Regions from separate parts of the Cyprinus carpio genome. Here region 2 is linked to region 1. The links are chromatin contacts, called in public Hi-C maps. All regions are on one chromosome and are shown on one strand. Each heading gives the region's core, a stretch centred on a gene start, on an enhancer-like site or on the middle of the called end of the contact. The rest is flanking DNA. Distances are from core to core; before and after follow the strand shown. Region 1 overlaps LOC109098738 (6-phosphofructo-2-kinase/fructose-2,6-bisphosphatase 4-like). Region 2 holds the start of LOC109076241 (xyloside xylosyltransferase 1-like).

What was found. A called contact is a pair of places that touch in the nucleus more often than the background predicts.
Region 2: a Hi-C map of skeletal muscle shows a contact between it and region 1, with 3 times the contacts expected there. The contact joins the promoter of LOC109076241 here to the enhancer-like site in region 1. A contact is called at or near these places in 4 of 8 Hi-C or Micro-C datasets (liver, red blood cells and skeletal muscle).

Annotation. Positions count from the first base shown.
Region 1 is chrB11:10,814,893-10,820,166 of ASM1834038v1, forward strand. LOC109098738 (6-phosphofructo-2-kinase/fructose-2,6-bisphosphatase 4-like) reads left to right here. Exons shown (of 14, transcript XM_042733890.1): 14 at 1-817. It overlaps LOC109098874 (zinc finger matrin-type protein 3-like), which reads right to left. Exons shown (of 6, transcript XM_019112389.2): 6 at 4,698-5,274. Among protein-coding and RNA genes, the nearest start is that of LOC109098738, 14 kb to the left of the region's middle. Within about 2 kb of position 1,254, at least 3 of the 8 cell types and tissues checked have an H3K27ac peak or open chromatin away from gene starts, as enhancers often do. A contact at or near this core is called in skeletal muscle, where this site is marked.
Region 2 is chrB11:10,852,130-10,857,795 of ASM1834038v1, forward strand. LOC109076241 (xyloside xylosyltransferase 1-like) reads left to right here and starts at 1,748. Exons shown (of 5, transcript XM_019091986.2): 1 at 1,748-1,942; 2 at 2,297-2,862. The coding sequence starts at 2,377. LOC109098872 (phosphatidylinositol 4,5-bisphosphate 3-kinase catalytic subunit alpha isoform) reads left to right here. Exons shown (of 21, transcript XM_042733893.1): 21 at 1-1,228.

The DNA of each region.
Region 1 (5,274 bases), core at 4-2,503:
ATGTTATTTTGCTGCTCCTCCAATAGTGCTCTCATGTAGTCAATTCTAAAAGATTATCTCTCTGTTATTTTGAGGGATGGATGACAAAATTTGTGTTTGTGTGCGTGTGTACATACAGATCAGAGAAAACACTCATTGTGTCAAAAAACTGTATTTAGGTTTTTTTTATGTTCTTTAAGAGTTTAGATATAAATATCAACCTGACATTTAAATGCAAACACTGATCATTAATTCAAGTGCTAGTTATTTGAAATCAACACTGACAGATATTCAGGCAGGTCTTTTTATATCATGTAAATTTTAACTGTGCAGAATATTCTGACTTTCCAACAGTGCTTTTAACTGCATGTTTCTGAGAAAATGAAGTGCTTGTGAGAGAAACATAAGCTGTTTGTTACATTAACAAATTTGGGAACAAGATAAAAGTCTCAGTATTTGTATTACCATTCATAAATTTCCATTTCTGTGTAAAGGTTAGAATGGATTATAAGAGTCTTCATAGGTTTATCTGGGTCTGTCCAGTGTTATCTGTAATGTCCTGTACACCATGACTGAATTGTTGCCTCAAACCATGTCCAAAGAGTGCTGTGATATATATATATATATATATATATACTGTGCATTTGAAACAGATCTTGACTATTTAAATGAGATTTTCTGGAGTATGACTAATAGTATTGTGATGAGCATTTTGGTGCCACAATAATAAATAAAGATATGTTTTGATGTAGTAGTGCATCGATAGTAAATAGTCACAGATTTTAATTCATTGAATAGACTCTCTGTGTAACCAAATCATTTTCATAAACATGTTGACATAACAAAGAGACAAATATCATACAGCTAAAGTATTATATGCATCGATAGAAATTATGTAAAGTTAAATTTAATTTTTTTTTTTATGTCTGTTTAAAATGAATTTTTTTTTTTATTTGTTTGTATTTCATCCTTGTTAAACCTTTTGTGATTTTAGCTATATGTTGTAATATTTTGTGTGGCGCTGCTACAGTAAAAGTATAGTGATTTTAATGAAGGTTTTGAATGATTCGGATTTTTTTTGCCATATATATTCCATCTCAAAGGATATTTTTGATCTAATACAATTCACAATTAATAAAAAAAATTATAAAAAAGCCTGAAATAATCACCACTGAGCTTTTGATTGTTTATTAAAAGGAAAACCTGGACTGGATCTGAAGAGAAGTAGTAATGGAACGCTTTGAGCGAGGAAGGAGGAATCTGTCGCTCCGCTCCACTCGTATTATGTACTCCAGTCCGGTTTTTCATCTACGCGTTGCTTGGTCACATTCATATTCAGGCTTGATGCTTTGCCTTCTTTGAAAATGGAAACTATTTTATTTGGCTGGCAAGAAACATGCGAACTCACTTATTTAGCCCGAAACAGTGCTGTGATAGTGAATATAATAGTGCCTAATGACAAAATCACAGCTGATATTGCTTAATTGTTTCCAGTTATAAATATTTAGACACCATCTTTTCCAACAATGTTTTATCCTTTATACTTTTAATAATTATACTGGGAAAATCCTCTCATCCCTCGCATACTCACGAAGTCACAGCAAAACACCGTGGCTCCTGAAAGAGACAAAATGCAGTTCAATTAAATATTGAGGCAGCGTTACTGATAAAGTACCACAAGATGGCGCTATTGCCTTGAAAAGTCGGTGTGTGTGTGTGTGTGTGTGTGTGTGTGTGTGTGTGTGTGTGTGTGTGTGTGTGTGTGAGTGAAAATAAGACCATAGTTATTGTTTTACAATGTCTGATTATGTTATTTTGCTACTTTTAAGAAATGCCGTTTCACAATTATATCTAAAAATTCATAAATCTATAATATATTTAATCAGAAGAGGCGCTTCAAAAAACAATTATTTGGATATCTTCTTATTTGACTAAAACCACAAACTAGTGAATTGCTTTGAGAGGCTTAACACCCAAGAGAAATATATGGGTGTCTTTGGGGTTGAGTTAGCAGGACAAAAACAAGTCACGCTCTTCATGAAGTGCCAAATGGTTTTGGCTCTGTGTTGAGCGGAAATATCTGTCCTCTTGCAGAGTGATACATTCCTGTCATTTCTCAGTGACTGCACTTCCTGTAAGCTGCTGTATGAGCGCATGTTTTCTTATTAAGACTGGTGTCATAAGAGATGGGTCCACAGTAAATTACTCTTTTGGCCTCGTGGTGTGTTTGTTTTGGTGTGTTTGAGATTTAGGAAGAGGGCCACAGTGTTAGAGGATCAGTAGTAGAGAAAAACAAACAAATAATAAATGTATTCAGTGTATTCAAATAGCCTAAATAATAATAAATAAAAATTAAATAAAATTAATACAGAACAATGGAGTGCCACGGGATCAGTGGAAATGTGATTAATTATTTTAATCTGATTAAAATAAATGAACAATAAAAATATATAAAAAAAAAACTTAAATGAAACTAAAATAGAGGGTCAGTGAAAATATTTAAAGAAAACAGTATAAAATATAAAATAAAAAAATAAATCATACAAATAAGATTAAAACAAATAAATAATACATTTAACACTACAGTACTATAGTAAATTTAAAAAATTCAAAATAATAGTTTACACATTATTATAATATTACTTTGTAATAGTATAAATCGGGTCTGTATATTTACAAATATTTTGCTGGCTTCACACGAGGATGAGCTTATTTGCAGGTCTGTGGCATCTAAAAGATGAACAACCCCTGGCTTATGTATTATCATTATCATCATCATCATCATCATCTTTTCAACATTAATACAGTCTTAATCTTTTAGGCACATGGTTAATGTTTAGGAATGTACATTTAAGATTGATTTTATCTACTTTGTATTTTTAGATAAAGTAGAAATTAAATATGCTTTGTTATTATAGGACACGCTTCAAAGCAATACCTGTTGCATACTTGTTGTGATATTTCTGTTGGTTGTGTGCTGATGGTGAAACAGAGGAAGGACATGGGCGTTCTTCTTCCTGAAATCAATAAGCCTCTCCACAATTGTTTGAGTTTTTAGCTCCAACAGACCTATTTCCTCTCCATGTGGACTGTTAACAGATCATGAGAGAGAATACACAGTTTCCTATTGGTTAGGAAATCATGTATCTCATAACAGACAGGATGAGCGTCCTAGCTGATATTTGTTGAAAAGCAACAAATACACTACCATTCAAAAGGTCGATAAAATTAAATGGTCACCAAGACACATAGTTGTCTCTTTATATTTAGTTTGAATATAAATTATTTTAGCAATAAAAAATGACGCACACCAGCTTTAATTGTACACGATGACACAACAGTGATCAGGAAGAAAAACACTTCTATTAGAATCAGAGCCCTTCACATCTGTTCATCTCAGCTGATGCCACTGGAATTCCCAGCCTTACTGTTCCCTGTTTCAGCTGTCACTTATCCCGCAGGGCCTCAGCCATGCACACCATAAAAACACAAACAAGGACACAAGTTTGTCAGTTGACTTAGCTCTGTACAATGCATCCCACTCACTTCAGCGTGACTGCAGTCCCAAAGACTTATGGGTGGGGTGAGCAAACAGCAGAGCATTAAGAATCTCATTATTCGAGGGGAGAAACCATGTTGTGTTCTCCTAAAACAAATCACTGGAGTGAAGGATGACTCATAAGAGCTTATTTGAGTCCCGACTAGATGTAATATAGTAGGCCTAGTAGTAAAATAAAATAGCCTATAGTATAAAAGATTGGATTTTGGGTTGTGCATTTCGGCATAAATGAAATGCCACACATCATAACACTGTTTGTTAAAATCTGTGTGGTTAAAATGATACAAGAGAGAGAAAAAAAATGCAAATTACAATACAGCATGTAAATATATGTATAATAGAGACCGATTGTAATTATGCAAATATTACAGTGACATCATTGCTGTCAGTTGAATAAATGCTAAATATCCTAGCAATGCAATCATTCTTTAACTGATTCTTCAAAAGTACGTTTACAAAACATATAAAGGAATTTATATACATATTGTAACCCATTCATAAAGAGTCACTTGCTGTTTGAATGAATCAGTTGAATGAATGACTAAATGACTCATTCATTGAAATAGTCTTTTGCCGCCACCTACTGGTGGTTTGGTTTCATATTTAAAGTATCATTGCGTTTTCCCAACATTTCTTATTTGTATGTTCAAAAATTATTTAAAACATGAATCTTATAAAATTATTCATGCATTTGAAATGCATTTTTGGCACTTCAGTCTGTGTAAGTACATCTAATGCCACTTCAGATGCAGCTTCTGCTTGCAGTGGAAAGATTGAGTTTGAGGGAGTCGTGGCCTAATGGTTAGAGACCAACTCGTAACCCAAAAGGTTGTGGGTTCGAGTCTCGTACCTGCAGGGATTGTAGGTGGGGGGAGTGTATGTGCAGCGCTCTCTCCTTCAATACCACGACTGAGGTGCCCTTGAGCAAGGCACCGAACCCCCAACTGCTCCCCGGGCGCTGCAGCAAAAAAAATAAAAAATAAAAATTCCTGCCCACTGCTCTGGGTATGTGTTCACTGCTGTGTGTGTGTGTGCACTTTGGATGGGATAAATGCAGAGCACTAATTCCGAGTGTGGGTCACCATACTGGGGCACATGTCATTTTATTTACAGGATATATTACAAACACACCCAGTTCTGCTGACAAAGTACTGAAAGACATGTTTAATTAAATTTATTAATACATTATATTGCATTCAAAATTTGACTTCAGGACTCTACAATAAAGTTAAAATGTTCTTTCATCTGTACTGTACATTCAAGACACTGAACCACTATTTAATGGGGAAAAAAGGAAGAAGTCAGATAAATATCACATCGTCTGTATTGCACTCAGACCTGAAAAGGCAACCATTATATAAGAACATGTCTTCAAAAGGCACTACAGCTGGATTTTATATCGATGTACCTCAAAATAAAATGCTTCTGCTAATCCTTTAGAAAACATTTGTGAAATATGTCTCTCAGTGTAAATTAAAACAGAGGTATTTATTGATGGGAAAAATCGTGACTGACTCGAAGGGAATTCTCCCTTGGGGGAGATCCTAGTGTCCCTGCTGGTGTCCTCTGGGAAGGTCTGTTTCCAGATAGGGTCACAACTTCCTGACTGCACAAAACACAAAACAGGATATGGCTTGCCTCTGGTGAACCTCTGGGAGCAAATACAAAGGCTACCAGTAGAAAACACCACCACAGTTTTTTTTTTTTTTATATATAGCTGTAGTGCTCATGTGGGA
Region 2 (5,666 bases), core at 498-2,997, 38 kb after region 1:
TATGCAGTAAACAAATGAACAGATATACACTTGGTTTCAGACTTATGTATGCAGGTGGTTCTTGCACTTTGTATTCCTCCATACTTTGTTCTTTCTCTCTTTGCCTTCAGTCCTGAGGGACGCTTAAGTCTCCTGCATGTGTTTTTAACCCTACGTGCTCATTTACTGCCTAAAACTAAGATCAGCTACGTTAGAGCTTAGTCATGGCAAGCAGCCTTATGTTAGCTCTCTTAAAGCCATTTAATGCATGGTGTTTTTGTCTGTACAGGTTACAGATCTACTTGGGCTGGACCCGCTAAAAAGCCCATTCACAAACGTCTAATCTAATCAGTAGCTTTCTAATTTACTTTTTAATCATTTAAATAACTTGCAAACAAACTATTGAGATGCAGGAATTCTGGAGTCTTTTGTATGACAAAGGAAAATGAGAAAAAAAGGAGTTAAACGACAAAATGTTTAATAAGTTGCATTTGTTGTACTTGAAAATCATCGCTCGGAACCGTCTTTGTGTGTCGACTACAAAGCCGTCAATGTTACATAGCACTGAAGGTTTACTTGCATAGGCAATTTCATACCGATTGTGAATGTTTCAATGGTTTGGTCTGGAGTCTCTCTACAGTTAGAAACTCTACTACACCAATAAAAAGAGAGAAAAATGACCATTTAAATTCAAAGAAAAATAAAGTATAAATTTGTTTGCTATTATGTGAAGTCTAAAAGATGGAGGATATATAAAAAAATATATATTTAAAGGAAGGTCAAAGCAATTCTTTTGTTGTTTTTAAAATGCTTTGAGTGGTTACATTTCTCTCTCTGTATTGCTGTTGCATTTTACTCATTTATGTGTTGAATTATGATGTCATAAAGATAGTTTTCTTTACTATCACTATTATAAAATTATATATAGCAGGCCAAATACTTTATTTACCTCTTTACTTCCTTGCATGAGATTAAAAAAAGGAAAAAAAAAATGGAAAAAAAAGAGAAGTTAAAAAAAGTTGCCCTAGTATTTTTTTTTTTTTTTTTTTTTTTGTAAGATCTAAAGGATTTTTCGGCCTACAACTGCACCCATCACATCTATAAACTGCCATCAGTTACAAAGCCTCATGTTCATTTCTATTCAATTTCATTGTGCACCTCAGTTCAAAAGTAGCTTTGTATCCAGTCTGTCTTCAATATTTTGAGTGTTATGTGACTATGTACAAATAAACGTATTTCACGAAAATGATCATGAATCTGACTAATTATATTCATGTTCATGTATGTGAATGACTTTGTCAACTAGGAAAGTTTGAGACAAGCTTGATGTACACTTGACAAATCCTTGCCTAGAAGTAAAAAAGCTGATTGTGACAATGAAACAACAGGCCAGACAAAGATTTAGTTTGATCTGTCACATTTAACTTCTAAGTAACTGATTAGTTGCATAGAAATATGTATTAAGAATCTTTTATAAATATTTGTAGTATTTAACTTCTAAGTAACTGATTAGTTGCATAGAAATATGTATTAAGAATCTTTTATAAATAGGAATATTAGGAATATGTTATATATTTGTGTGTATAAAATGTTTTACTTTTCATCAAAAATGCAAAACATTTAAATTTGATGAACAAAACAACATAAAAAATACACTTGTCTATTCTCGTTTTGAAAAAAAAAAGCCTTTCTTATTTGATCCATGGCACACTTTTAAACAGAAATTAAAAATGTTTTATATAACTTACCACGTGATTGCGAGTCTTTTATTATGAACTGGTGAACTTCCGGTGATGTAAGACGCGCAAGTGTTTTGATGTCTCGTGTATGCACATGTCTTCTGTCTTTACAAATTCATTATTTCCCTTCATTCTTTGGTGATTCGCTGCTACACAGTTTGCAGTCAGCAGAAGTGAAGGAGTCTGATGTTGTCGCGCGCTGCTGAATGCGTCACGTGACGGCGGTAAGTACAATCATGTGCAGTAACATGGCATCCTGCAGCAAGATTAATGCATATACAGTACATGGATATGCATACTTAAAGACCCTCTCTGATGACATGCATTGGAGCTGACACCTTTGAAGGTTTATTGTTAGAAGTTATTTTTATAATGGACTGTTCACCAAAAATAATCTTCTTTCGGACTGACGAAAATGCACCATAAAATTATAACATTTCGCTATAAGTCATATGACAGATTTGTGTAATAAAGAGTCCTTATCCTCTTTGCTGCACCTCTCAAAACAAATATAATGCCATTAGATTGATCTTTGTCAAATGCCACTGATTAATTCCTGTTTCTTGCACTCTTGCAAGGTGTGATTGGAGGTTAAGAACTGTCAACAAGAAGAAAGAAAGTGCATCCTGCCCTGTTTTGTGCATGTAGAAGAGGATCCATGGGTGTCCTGCGGGTGCTGTCGGTCACCATGGGAAGGATCAGCACTTTTAGGTCCTATCAGATCGTGTTGCTCTTTGCTGCAGCCCTGGCAGTGGTGGCCTTCTACTACTTCGGCTCTGAAAAGCAGAACTTCTCCAGCACCACAAAACGGATCAAGGAAACACAAGCGAGCCACAACACCAATCGCGATGATGCAGATCTCTCCGTAGACATCCGGGCTGGACGTCCAGAAATCAGAATGGGAGCTGGAGATGAGCTGGAGGGAAAGCCGTCACGCTTTCACGCTCTCATGATGTTCACCAAAGTTGACAAGAGCGTGAACTTGCAGCAGAAGTTTCAGGTGGCCATGCGCTCCGTGGCCAAACATGGCCGGTTCCTGGAGGATGAGGTGCTGGTTCTCCATTACGTCTCTGATGCAGGTAGTCAGGAGCTGGGGGAGAAGATGCTTCTTGAACTTCTGCTGGATGCAACCTTCCGGTACGAGGTATGTTCAGCAAACCTTCATGTTTTGCAATGTGTGCTCATGTTGGATGATGCAGCTCCGGCTTCCTTTTAGTTTATATCATGTTTTGATGTTTTTACAGTAATTTTTCTTATAGTTATTTGGAGTAGTTGTAGTAGTACTTGGGTCAAAGATGAAAAGGGTGTTTCAAGCATCAAAAAAATAAATGTGCGATACAGCTTTAAATTTAGTTTTTTTCCCATACATTAGAATGTGTCCTGTTTAACGTTTATATTTTTCTGAACAAAACATAACAACTACCATGCATTTTTTTTTACCATGATTTAGAGAAGACACTCACTAAAATGTCATTCAGTGTAATAATATTTAAATACCAAAAAATCTTGTTAGGCATCTTTTAAAGATGGATCGTTTGATGACATATTAAAAGACTAGATTTTAGCATCACAGTGCAGCCCTCAAATACAAATTAACCTTTCATTTTAAATCTTTATAGTTTACTAAACGTGCTTTAAACCACTAGGTTTTTCCTATTTGTCAGCAAGACGTTTTTGGGGGGAAGTGAATGTCATTTAAAATATAATAAAATATAGTATGATCACACAATCTTTTTTGTATTTTAATAAGTTCAAATCACAATAAGTATATTGTTTAATTTTTACATAAATATATCTGTTAGCGATAGATAGAATCTCTTTTATATCGTTGGATTTATTTTTAATTTAAATTTTTTACAGCTGATAAATGATAAAAGCACTGACAGCCAATCAGAATCCATTCCACTTTAAAGAGCTGGAGCATTTAAAGCAGCAGAAGATAAACCTATTTTTATTTATATAAAATATCTAAAATTATATATAAAAGATTTAAATTAAAAATAAATATATATTACATGAATAGACATTTATTATTATTATTATTACAATATAATATTGTAATGTTATGTATTTAATACATATTATTTTATATTGTATTAGATCTTTAAGCTTAAGTTGCCAATAAGATTTTTGGTTTGTAACATTTAATTGGAATTTCTTGAGAGTTTTCTTGTTTAATGCATGAAGGCATTTTCTGCTTTTTGTAAGCACAGCAGGAGGCAGTGCAGGACAGCTGAAATCAGACAGTTGCTTTGCACACATCATCTACAGGACTAGAGGTCATGACGCAGATGTTTCCTTTACATCAGCTCACAGAATAACAACACACAGCTCTCATCCAGCAGAGCTCCCTCAGGACCGCTCAAACACTGTATACCAGATATTTTAGTCCAAAAAAACAGCTAGAGTCATTCTGTGAACACACGAAAATTATAACATCAAGGTCATGTCTTTATTTGTGTGGATAGAAACTTGAAATAAGCATAATTTACCAATTAAAAGTCATTGTAAATGTTATTTATGCTCCCAATAGTACAAAGTGAAGTATTTCCACTGAAGGCTGTCCTTGGCTGTGTGTCGGTCACATGAGGGCAGTGTTACTCTTTCACAATAGGTTTTTGTGATTTCTCTTTGAGCTTCAGGATCTTTGGCCTGATCCTGCTGTAGAGGATTTGTCTTTAGTACCATTAAGTACCATTAAGTAAACTTATACTTATACCTAGTTCAGACAGACAGGTGGTCGGGTTGTCACCTGACTTTTGAGTTTCAGATTTTTTTTTTTTCTATATCTGATTTGATTGATCATGTACATGCAGCATGATGTCTCAGTATTGAGCAGACAGCAGTGTTTCCTGCCTAGCAACAGCATTGGTGGAGGCTGATCCTCTGTCCTGGACTTACGGATGGACAGAGGCTCAGTTTAGCAGGGATGCTGTGAGACCGAGGTTCAGATTACCTTCCTTTAATCCTGACTCTATTCAACACACACACGCACATACTTGCATTTGAGGTTTACAGGGACTCTCCATAGATGTAATGGTTTTTATACTGTACAAACTGTGTTTTCTATCACACTACACCTAAACCTACCCCTTACAGAAAACTACTGGCATTTTTTGAGTTTCATAAAACACCTTTTTGTATTTTTATTTAAAGCTTTTTATTTTACGGGGACACAGGAAGTGTTTACGCTGTAGTAGCCATGTCATTATACACACATATGGCATTATACACATTTGTGTCCTCATAAACCATATATAGCAGTACACAAACACACACACACAAGTAGAGTATTTGGCTTAATGCAACATCCGATAATCATCATCTCGACCCACCCCAACATGTGCTGTAACAATTTGATTAAAGCAGTTTTACACACACACACACACACACACACACACACACACACACACACACACACACACACACACACACACACACACACACACACACACACACACACACACAACAGCAGCCTGTTTCAGGTGAATAATACATTTTGATGATAATGATTGTTATTTAGGAGTCATTTTACTACTTGTAGAAAACATACGTGGGACTTTATATTACATAAACACATGGAATATATACATTTATTTGCATATTATGTTATATTATATTATAGCGCTATATAAAATACATTTTATAATCATAGTAGTAGTATTGTTATCATGTAGTTGGGTTGGCTTGTGGTTATTAGGGCAGACTGTCTTTATCTGGATATAGTCACGCTCTCCAAACTGAAGCACACAGACGTAGAGCGTGTGGAAAGTTCCACTATACTGTGGGCTCACAGGCTCCCACACAGTCTCATGACATGAGATGAAACCAGTGTGAGCTCATCAGACATGTGTTCTCAGGGAAGGATGACAGCTCCTTCAGCTGCTGCTGGGGGTCATTATGTGTCATTCTTTGAGGAACTGAATGAAGCGTGTGAAAGGTTGATTC